Linked DNA regions of Mus musculus: regions 1 and 2 are each linked to region 3. The links are chromatin contacts, called in public HiChIP or PLAC-seq and promoter capture Hi-C maps. All regions are on one chromosome and are shown on one strand. Each heading gives the region's core, a stretch centred on a gene start, on an enhancer-like site or on the middle of the called end of the contact. The rest is flanking DNA. Distances are from core to core; before and after follow the strand shown. Region 1 has its middle 25 kb from the start of Nsg1. Region 2 has its middle 11 kb from the start of Gm20052. Region 3 holds the start of Stx18 (syntaxin 18).

Region 1 (2,700 bases), core at 100-2,599, 150 kb before region 3:
ACCTAGAGGTGACGTAATTGGCTCAGCTCATCAGCACAGAGCAGCAGAGCTCAGATGAAGCCTGTGCACCCCGACCCCTTCAAATGCACACGGCTGGAGCATCCCAGGGCCTTTACACCAGTAGCCAATTCTCCCTGCCAGAGCAACGAGCCTGTGCAGTCAGACCAAATCACCACCAACAGGTAACCTAAAACAACAATTAGTTCTATAAGTCCAGAAGTCAGAAATCAAGGTGTCAATGTGACTATGCTCCTGCTAATGGCTCTAGAGAGGTCTCTTCCCCATCTGCTGCCACATGGGGCTCCTGGCAGTCATTGGGTTACAGCTGCATGGGCGCCCTATTCTCCACCATATGCTCTTAGCACCAAAGAAGCAGATAGGGGAGGACTGGAGGCCCTATGGTGCCTGTCACTCTGTCTCCTGTAGTGTAGGCTGTGATCTCAGCGAAGTAGAGATGTGTGCTCTTGATTGGTTCGTTGTTCTTCCTCCAGTGAGCACTCTAACCTGTTGGTGTCAGGGCCCCCCAAGCTGAAGCAGTGCTTTTAGGAGGTGGCGAGCAGGCTGTGGACATGGCCCACAGGCAGATATGCTACTGCTTGTACAGACTGCAGCAGTTTCAACATCCTGCCAATATCAGCTGATACAGCCAATACCTCTTAGGACTGAGAGACGGCTCGGCTGGTGAAGTGCGTGCTGTGTAACTGCAAGGGTCTGAGTTCCATCTGCAGACTCTACACACAAAGCCAGTCCTGGTGACATATGTGTGTCCTAGTGCTGGGGAGGCAGAGACAGGAGGATATCTGGGCTCATCAGCTGTCTTCAGGCCCCGATGAGAGATTTTGTCCCCGAAGAATTTAGGTGGATGGTACCTCTAAGGAATGATGCTTGAGTTTAACTTTTGGCCACCACACAGGTGTGTGTCACCACCCATGAATATGGGCACATGGTCAAACAAACAAACAAACAAACAAACTAAAAGTCATTTCCTGACCTTCAAATGAGTGGAAGGTACTATTTTTAAGATTTACTTTTATTGTTTTTAATTATGTGTTTAGGGTTATGTGCAGGTATCTTTGGAAGCCAGACAGTGAGATCTGCTGATGCTGGAGTCTTAGGCACTTGTGGGTCATCTGATATGGGTACCGAGGATTGAACTGGGGTCCTCTACAAGAAAAGTATGCGCTCTTAATAGCTGAGTCATCTCTCTAGCTCAGAAATTTACTATTTCCAGTAAAGCGGTGGTCACGTCAATGTTGGAAGCGCTCCCTTGAACCATCTAAGCAGTCAAGAGTCTGAGGCAGGAGGATCACAAGTTCCAGGAAAACCTGAGCCACACAGATGAACCCTGACTCAAAACCCAAAATATAAACAAATAGCCATCCTTTTCCATTTTGTGGGGAAGTAATTTGATCACATTTCCCAACTGCTTCCAAAAGGCTGCTCCTATTTGATTCTGTGATTCACTTATAAAATCTCTCCAAAGGAAATAATCAGAGACATGGCCAAGGTTTCCACATAATGATGTTATTGCAGCATCTAAAAAATAGTGGTTAAAAACAAATTAGAGATAGCTTAGATGACTAACCATAAGTGATTGCTTAAATAAACAATGGCATATCGGCAGGGCAGGAACATGCTCAAAGGGTTCCTAATAACTTGGAAGAATGCTTATGCTGTGAAAAAGGATACAGAATTGAATGCCCAGCAGGACCACAAATGCACAAAACTAGGCAAAGAAGAAAGAATTTGAGCTGCTCATTAGAATGAACCTCATCAAAGGATGTGTCATCTCCTAGGATGACAGAGAGACTCTCTGGGACAGATGTGGGCACTGTTCAAATGTAAGCTGTGCCGCCTCTTTGGCACTGGTGTCTCCTGGAGCTGCTTAAAAACCTTGGAATTTCCTGAGCAATGGGCACCATTGGTTCTTCACATAGAGCCCCAAGTCAGTCTGCGTTCGCCTAATGAGTTGGTTCAAGGTTCATGGACTTGGGATGGAGTGAGTGTGCAGGAAGTCTGAGATATTAGTAGCTGTTCTAGTTTGCTTTCTGTGGATGGATATGATAACATACTCTTACACTCACATGCTCACACTCACACATGCACGCATGCACACACACATGCACACATATACACACTCACACATGCTTACACTTACATGCTCACACTCACACATGTATGCGTGAATGCATGCATGCACACATGCACACACATACTGGCATTTACACACACTCATCCATGCACATGCACACAAAATTAAAAAAAATAACATAAAAATGTGTTTCACCATACAGTGGCGGTGTACACCTTTAATACCAGCACTAAGGAGGCAGAGGCAGGTGGAACTCTATGAGTTTGAGGCTAGCCTGGTCTACACAGAAAGTTCTAGGACAGCAATGGGCTACATAGAGCCCAGTCTTGAATTCTCCCCTATTCCCAAACAACAACAAACAAACAAACAAACAAACAAAAAAATACAATAAAAACCAAGCAGAACCACTCGGCCTCAAAGATCCCCCTCACCCCCAGCCAAAAAAAAAAAGGTTTCAGAGCCCAAAGGCCCCTGAGCTGAAACTGACCAAAAGGCTTCCTCTCTGAGGATAAGATTTCATGGTACCAGAAGGTGTCATGCAAGCTTCCAAAGGAGGGAATGGGCTAACAGTCTCACCCAGCTACGAAGTCTGTGAACCGCAGCAAGGA
Region 2 (2,700 bases), core at 195-2,694, 130 kb after region 3:
GTTCTCTAAGAAATGGGAGCTGCTGGCTACTGGTGGACCTCATCAGTGCCTTGTCCAGAGTTCACGGCATGGACTAAACTCACTTAGCTATGAACACTGAGGAAGGAGCTAGGTGAGGAGAGAGGTCGAGGGACTCTCTCTGCTGAACCCTGCCCTACAGATCTCCTCTCTGGGGTACCAGGGCCTTGGAGGAACACAGCATGGAAATGTAAACCAGCCAACTTTCCGAGGCACTGCCTGGGGGCACAGTGCATCTCTAAGTAGTTTTGAGTTGGTAAACTTGGCTGTATTCTGGTCTCTAAATATAAAACAGACAGGAGGAGCCACTGCCTCAGAACCTGTGCTGGACAAGGCAAAGTCAGGAGCAGGAGACTTGAGGCTTCTCATCCCCCAACTAGAAGGGCTTCAGTTGTTAACCAGGAACGTTAAAGACTCAAGGATGTTTTCCTAAGCTACCCATCATGGCCCTCAGTACAGCCCTAGGGTACAGGAAGAGGGGCACGATACTAGACTGCAGTGGAGGAAGGAAAGTTGTAGATACTTGGGACAGTCATTAGTAGGAGCCTTAGCCCCACGATGGCATCCTATGATGGAGGAGGATGGAGGACAACGGATAAGAATCAGTCCTCTCCTTCTACGGAGTGAGTCCCAGGGATCAAACAGCAGATCACAGAGATCCGTGACCTTTTTTCCGGGAGAGTCACCTCACTGGAAATGGATCCCAGGTTCCCTGGGGGGATTGCTGTGTGACCTTCAGTGAGTTGCACAACCTGTCCACACACCTGTTGCCCCATCACGTAATGATGGTCAAGTAAGAATTTATTGCTTCCTTCTGTGAACGGAGACAGTTTCTCAGAACTCCCGCCCTGAGGGTTGGTAAGGTGCGATTGCCTGCAGGAGATACTACAGGACAGGTGGAAGGCCTGCAGGTGTGTCTGTTCTTTTGACATTATGACAAGATGTTGTCACTGACAGGATTTACTTTCCAGAACTGAGTGTGGGGAGGGGGGAAAAGCTGCAAAACAATAGGGCTAGTGTTGGGCTACAGGTCTGGTCGGGTGTGCCCAGGCCCCCAGCAGGGACAGGATGTAGAACTGGGCCCAGGCTTGCCTCTGTTGTTCTGTCTTTCATACCCAGATGTCCTCTTGGGTGATAGCCTTGCAGGGGCTCGCACCATGCCAGGCACTTGGAGGCACAGGAAGAAGCAGGATCCTGGCCTCTTCCCTCAGCATCTTGCTGTCTGTGGAAGACCATAGTACCAGGATTATCCTGTAATCCCTGGTTGGGCCAGCCTGGCCAGTGCTTGGCTTCTGTGTTGAGAGACTGACTCTGGATCTGTTCAACTCCACCCTGGGTGAGAGGAGCAGGCTAATTCCAGCACTCTGTAGGTCTGCGTTCCAGCTGAACCCAACGGGGATGATGGACACCCCTCACCCCCTAGTGTCATGTGAAGGAACTGCTCTTCCTCCCTCCCTCCCTGTGAATCAAGCAGGCAGGCTCATGCTGGCCACCACCCTCAGTAAGAGCGTGGGTCCCTCCACTATTACAGCAAGCCATGTGATAAAGTTTCTTTCTGAGGTTAATAGGACATCAGCATCTCACCCTGAGAAGGGACTAGGCTCCATTCCAACTCTCTTCTTGTGTGTGTGTGTTGTATCTGATTTATTAATTCAACATATGGGTAAATTAAGAGCCTCTGGATTGAGGACCATCTACTGTCCCCCATCACAGAGAAGAGTTAGGAAATAACCACTGGGCATCACTATACCGAGATCAGTGGCTCTCATCCCTCCTAATGCTGTGACCCTTTAATATACTTCCTCATGTTATGGTGACTCTCCAATGATGAAATTGTTACTTCATAACTGTAATTTTGCTATGGTTATGGATTATAATGTAAATATCTGTGTTATCCAATGGTCTTAGATAATCCCTGTGAAAGGGGTCTTGATCCACAGGTTGAGAATCTGTGACTTATAGGGCTGAAGTCAAAAGCCCCTTCCATTCCCTTCTTCTATCCACAAGGTCCCCGAATTCCCTCCCTCAATGATCAAGAAGGATCTTTGCCTCTGCTTCCTAGAGCTGGCTGAGTCCTGTTCATACCAGGAAGTCCTCTGAGGTGCAGGGTTTGAGAAGCCCGAGTTGAGGGGATAGACACCCAGATACTTAACTGCCAGGGGCATCCTGATCCGGGCCACTTCACTTCTTCTGTTCAAACAGCCTCAGCTCAAAGGTTACAGCCTGAAGCAACCTCCCTGTCAATGCTATAGTGACATAGTGTTGTCCCCTTTGGGCCTGGGCTGGGGAGCACTACACGATCCCTTCCAACTAGGAAAATGTTCTCCTCAGAGCTCCTCCTGCCTCAAGTAGTAAGGGTCTCTACTTACACATATATGCCATGTGGGCCCATCAACTGAACAGCACCTGCCATTTGGGAGTTAAGGATGAAAATGAGAAAAGCAACCATAGACCAGGGCTATGGAACTGCCCAACCAGGGCTGAGAAACTGGGACACTGCAGAGTTCCGGAGACCATATTTTACTTGGAGAATTTCCTTCCTGTCTGCTGCAACCATGAAGCATAATATATTAGTTGCCCAGTTTAGCAGGACAGCATCATGCACTTGTAACAAGCATGTGGTAAGACACCGTGTAGATCTGGAGGCCTATAAAACCTGACCTTATAAATCTGCGAGCATCA
Region 3 (2,837 bases), core at 92-2,591:
TCTGAGGGCCCATGCCTTCAATCTCAGCACTTGGGAGACAGAAGCAGTCACCTTTCTGTAAGATCAAGGCCAGCCTTGTCTACATGGAAAGACCCTGCCTCAAAAAGAGAAATATCAAGCAATGGATTATGTGCCAAGCAGAGGTGAGTTTACTGGAAAACCAATGAAACTTAAAGTTTAGATCCCCCAGATTTGTACCTTTCAATGCTTTGGGCCATTGTGTGTGTGTGTGTGTGTGTGTCTTTAAAAAGACAGGCAGACTGTATATGACCCCCTGGTACTCCAAAAATAACATTTACCCTAGTGTCATAGACACAAAGGGATATAATGCAAACAATCTTTTTTTTTCCTGTTTAGTGGAATCAATAATTGTTCATTCGTTCAACCATTCATTCATTCAAAGAATACTTACTAAGCAATATTGTCAGTAGCACATACAGAAATACTGTCAACATGTTCCTACCCTTATGGAAAAGATTTCTATGTTGGGGACACAGAAGCCGGTTGTGTCCAGAGAACAGGAAGCAGTTTAGAGGACAGTTACAACACTAGTGTTGCTTAAGTGTTGCCGCTCTGAAGGGAAAAGCTTTTACCCTACACTGGTGATGTCCTAAACCAATCTCAGGAGGTACTGAGTCCTACCTATGCCTGGAGGCAAGGATCAAGGAGCGTTCAGCTGAGCGTGGATTTTATTAAACCCTACGAGCAAGAGGAGGTCCAAACAGATTCGTGGAAGGGCGAGGGGAGATAGTGGTGAGCTTTGCGACAGGAAGTGTCAGACTGTGGGAACTCTTGGCGAACTCACTGCCTCAGAAGGTTATAACCTGATTTCAAGGATATCCAAGCACCTCTAACTTACTTCCTTCAGTGCCCAGATATGCGTCCCTTCGTGAGAATAAACCTGTCGCCACCCTGAGCCAGCTGTTAGGTCGGTGAGACAGACTCTCTGTCTTGCTAGAGACTCCCTGTCTTCACCGAGAGCTAAAGAGATAGGCCCAGTTTGGGGTCCAGGGGCCGCGGAGCGTATGCGCCCCTAGCTCCCGCCCGCCGTTCCCATAGCAACCAGCTTACCACTTCACGGGCCCGGCTGGAGAAGTCTCCCTTGGGCCGAGGGCTTCTGCGGAACAGCTCGTCCCGGCTGCCATCGGCCCCGCCACCCACGGCCACTCCCAGAGCCTTATTCCGCGTCTTCACTGTCTTGACGCTAGCCCGGAAGAGCAGTGTGATGTCCACCGCCATAGCGACCCGCAACCCAGGGCCTGAAGCCGGCCAGGCACACGTCAGCAGCTAGCGACCCCGGCAAGAACTCGGTTGCTGAGGGACGTTCCGATTTCGCACTCCTCCGCCTGGGAACTGTGAGCATAGAAGAAAGGTTCCGCACTCCGCCCGTGTAACGCGGAGAGTGGAGAAAGGTTCCGGCTTTAACCCAGAGCCGGAATTCTCCGTTCCAGACAGCTACCCGCAGTGCATCGGCACCCCTTTCTCCTCTCTGCAAAACTCAGCGGGATCAGACGCTCGGAGATTTCCCAGTCTGGACTTCAGGAACGAAAGCATCGGGAAGCTAGAAAGATCGCTCCCCTTATGATTCTTTAGGAGACGGGCGGGCGGTTTGGTTGACAGGTGGGGAGTATCACACTTTTGACTTTTGTCATCAAGGGATCGCCTTGAGTAACAATGAACTATGACCATCTGAGTTGCAGGAGCTAGGAAAGGGTACGTGTACAGAGGTAGGGGCCAGAGACCTTTTTTCTTCAACCTTCAGCCAGTTCGGTAAAGTGAAGCCAGCGCCTTTCTTGGAATGCACAGAGAATTAAACAGAATGTGTGTATAAAACGTCCTCGTGCTGTTTAACTCTTAGTATACAGCTAGTAGATGTTGCCGTTGTTGATAATATGGTTGTCCTCAGTCGTTTTGTTTTGTTTTGTTTTGTTTTGTTTTGTTTTTCGAGACAGGGTTTCTCTGTGTAGCCTTGACTGTCCTGGAGCTCACTCAGTATACCAGGCTGGCCTCAAACTCAGAAATCCGCCTTCCCCTGCCTCCCAAGTGCTGGGATTAAAGGCACGCGCCACCATGCCCTCAGTCTTCTTACTTATAATGTAGAAGAGGCTTAGAGCAGAGATCCCTGAGCGGGGATGTGGAGAGCAGGAACTTATCAGAGCCAGACGAAAGTGAAGCATTCTGAACTTCATGATATCATGTTAGGTTCCTCCTCAATAAGCACTTTTGAAAAGCGCTCTCTTGAATCATAGTTATCAAAGAGAAAGAATGAAATGGAGAACAGAGTTACGTAATTTGACTAAAGTCAGCTAGTAAAATTTTTCTGAGCACTTGGTTCATGGTTCATTTTATTTTTGTGTGCACCTTTCATTAAAAATACAATTATGCCACTTTCTCTCCTTCCCTTTTCTCCCTCCAGCCTCCTCAAGTCCTCTCCCTCCAATTTCTTCCATGTCTCCCAACTCAATCTCAAGTTGATAGCTTCTTCTTCTTTAATTATTATTGTTGCATATATGTGTAAGTATCCATGGATATGCCAGCACAATCTGCTGAAACTGTTGTTATTGTGTATGTGTCTATGGCTTCAGGGATAATCACGTTGTATTGGACAACCAATTAGAGGGTTCTTCCATGGGATAGGCTAACTTCCCTCTCTCAGCAGCCATAGTTGCCTGTAGTTTCTTGTCCAGGAGTGTGACCCCCATGGTTTAGTTTTAGTTCAATATCAATTTCTCTGGGTTTTGTTTTCCTTATAAAAGGAAGCACACTAAGATGTGTGCTAAAATTAGGCTTTTAACAGTCATCAAGATGAAAAGCTAGTTTCATAATAATCCTAGGAT

The links. Promoter capture Hi-C pulls out the DNA fragments that hold promoters and counts their contacts. HiChIP or PLAC-seq counts read pairs in DNA pulled down with a chosen protein or histone mark.
Region 1: an H3K27ac HiChIP or PLAC-seq map of the NIH/3T3 cell line shows a contact between it and region 3, with 3 times the contacts expected there. The contact joins the enhancer-like site here to the promoter of Stx18 in region 3. A contact is called at or near these places in 3 of 39 promoter capture datasets (the 3T3-L1 cell line, hippocampal neurons and liver), 1 of 15 datasets of contacts at CTCF or cohesin (the NIH/3T3 cell line), 3 of 484 Hi-C or Micro-C datasets (the G1E-ER4 cell line, embryonic stem cells and nephron progenitors), 2 of 115 datasets of contacts at active chromatin or transcription factors (the NIH/3T3 cell line and fibro-adipogenic progenitors) and 2 of 9 other capture datasets (adipose tissue and pancreatic islet).
Region 2: a promoter capture Hi-C map of trophoblast stem cells shows a contact between it and region 3, with 2.7 times the contacts expected there. The contact joins the enhancer-like site here to the promoter of Stx18 in region 3. A contact is called at or near these places in 7 of 39 promoter capture datasets (3T3-L1-derived adipocytes, cranial neural crest, frontonasal cranial neural crest and 4 more), 2 of 484 Hi-C or Micro-C datasets (both in nephron progenitors), 4 of 115 datasets of contacts at active chromatin or transcription factors (craniofacial prominence, embryonic stem cells and forebrain) and 2 of 9 other capture datasets (adipose tissue and embryonic tail).

Annotation. Positions count from the first base shown.
Region 1 is chr5:38,183,705-38,186,404 of GRCm38.p6, reverse strand. No RefSeq gene overlaps it. Among named protein-coding and RNA genes, the nearest start is that of Nsg1, 25 kb to the right of the region's middle. Within about 2 kb of position 1,349, at least 9 of the 459 cell types and tissues checked have an H3K27ac peak or open chromatin away from gene starts, as enhancers often do. A contact at or near this core is called in the NIH/3T3 cell line, where this site is marked.
Region 2 is chr5:37,903,620-37,906,319 of GRCm38.p6, reverse strand. No RefSeq gene overlaps it. Among named protein-coding and RNA genes, the nearest start is that of Gm20052, 11 kb to the right of the region's middle. Within about 2 kb of position 1,444, at least 5 of the 459 cell types and tissues checked have an H3K27ac peak or open chromatin away from gene starts, as enhancers often do. A contact at or near this core is called in trophoblast stem cells, where this site is marked.
Region 3 is chr5:38,037,734-38,040,570 of GRCm38.p6, reverse strand. It overlaps Stx18 (syntaxin 18), which reads right to left and starts at 1,341. Exons shown (of 11, transcript NM_026959.3): 1 at 1,072-1,341. The coding sequence starts at 1,239.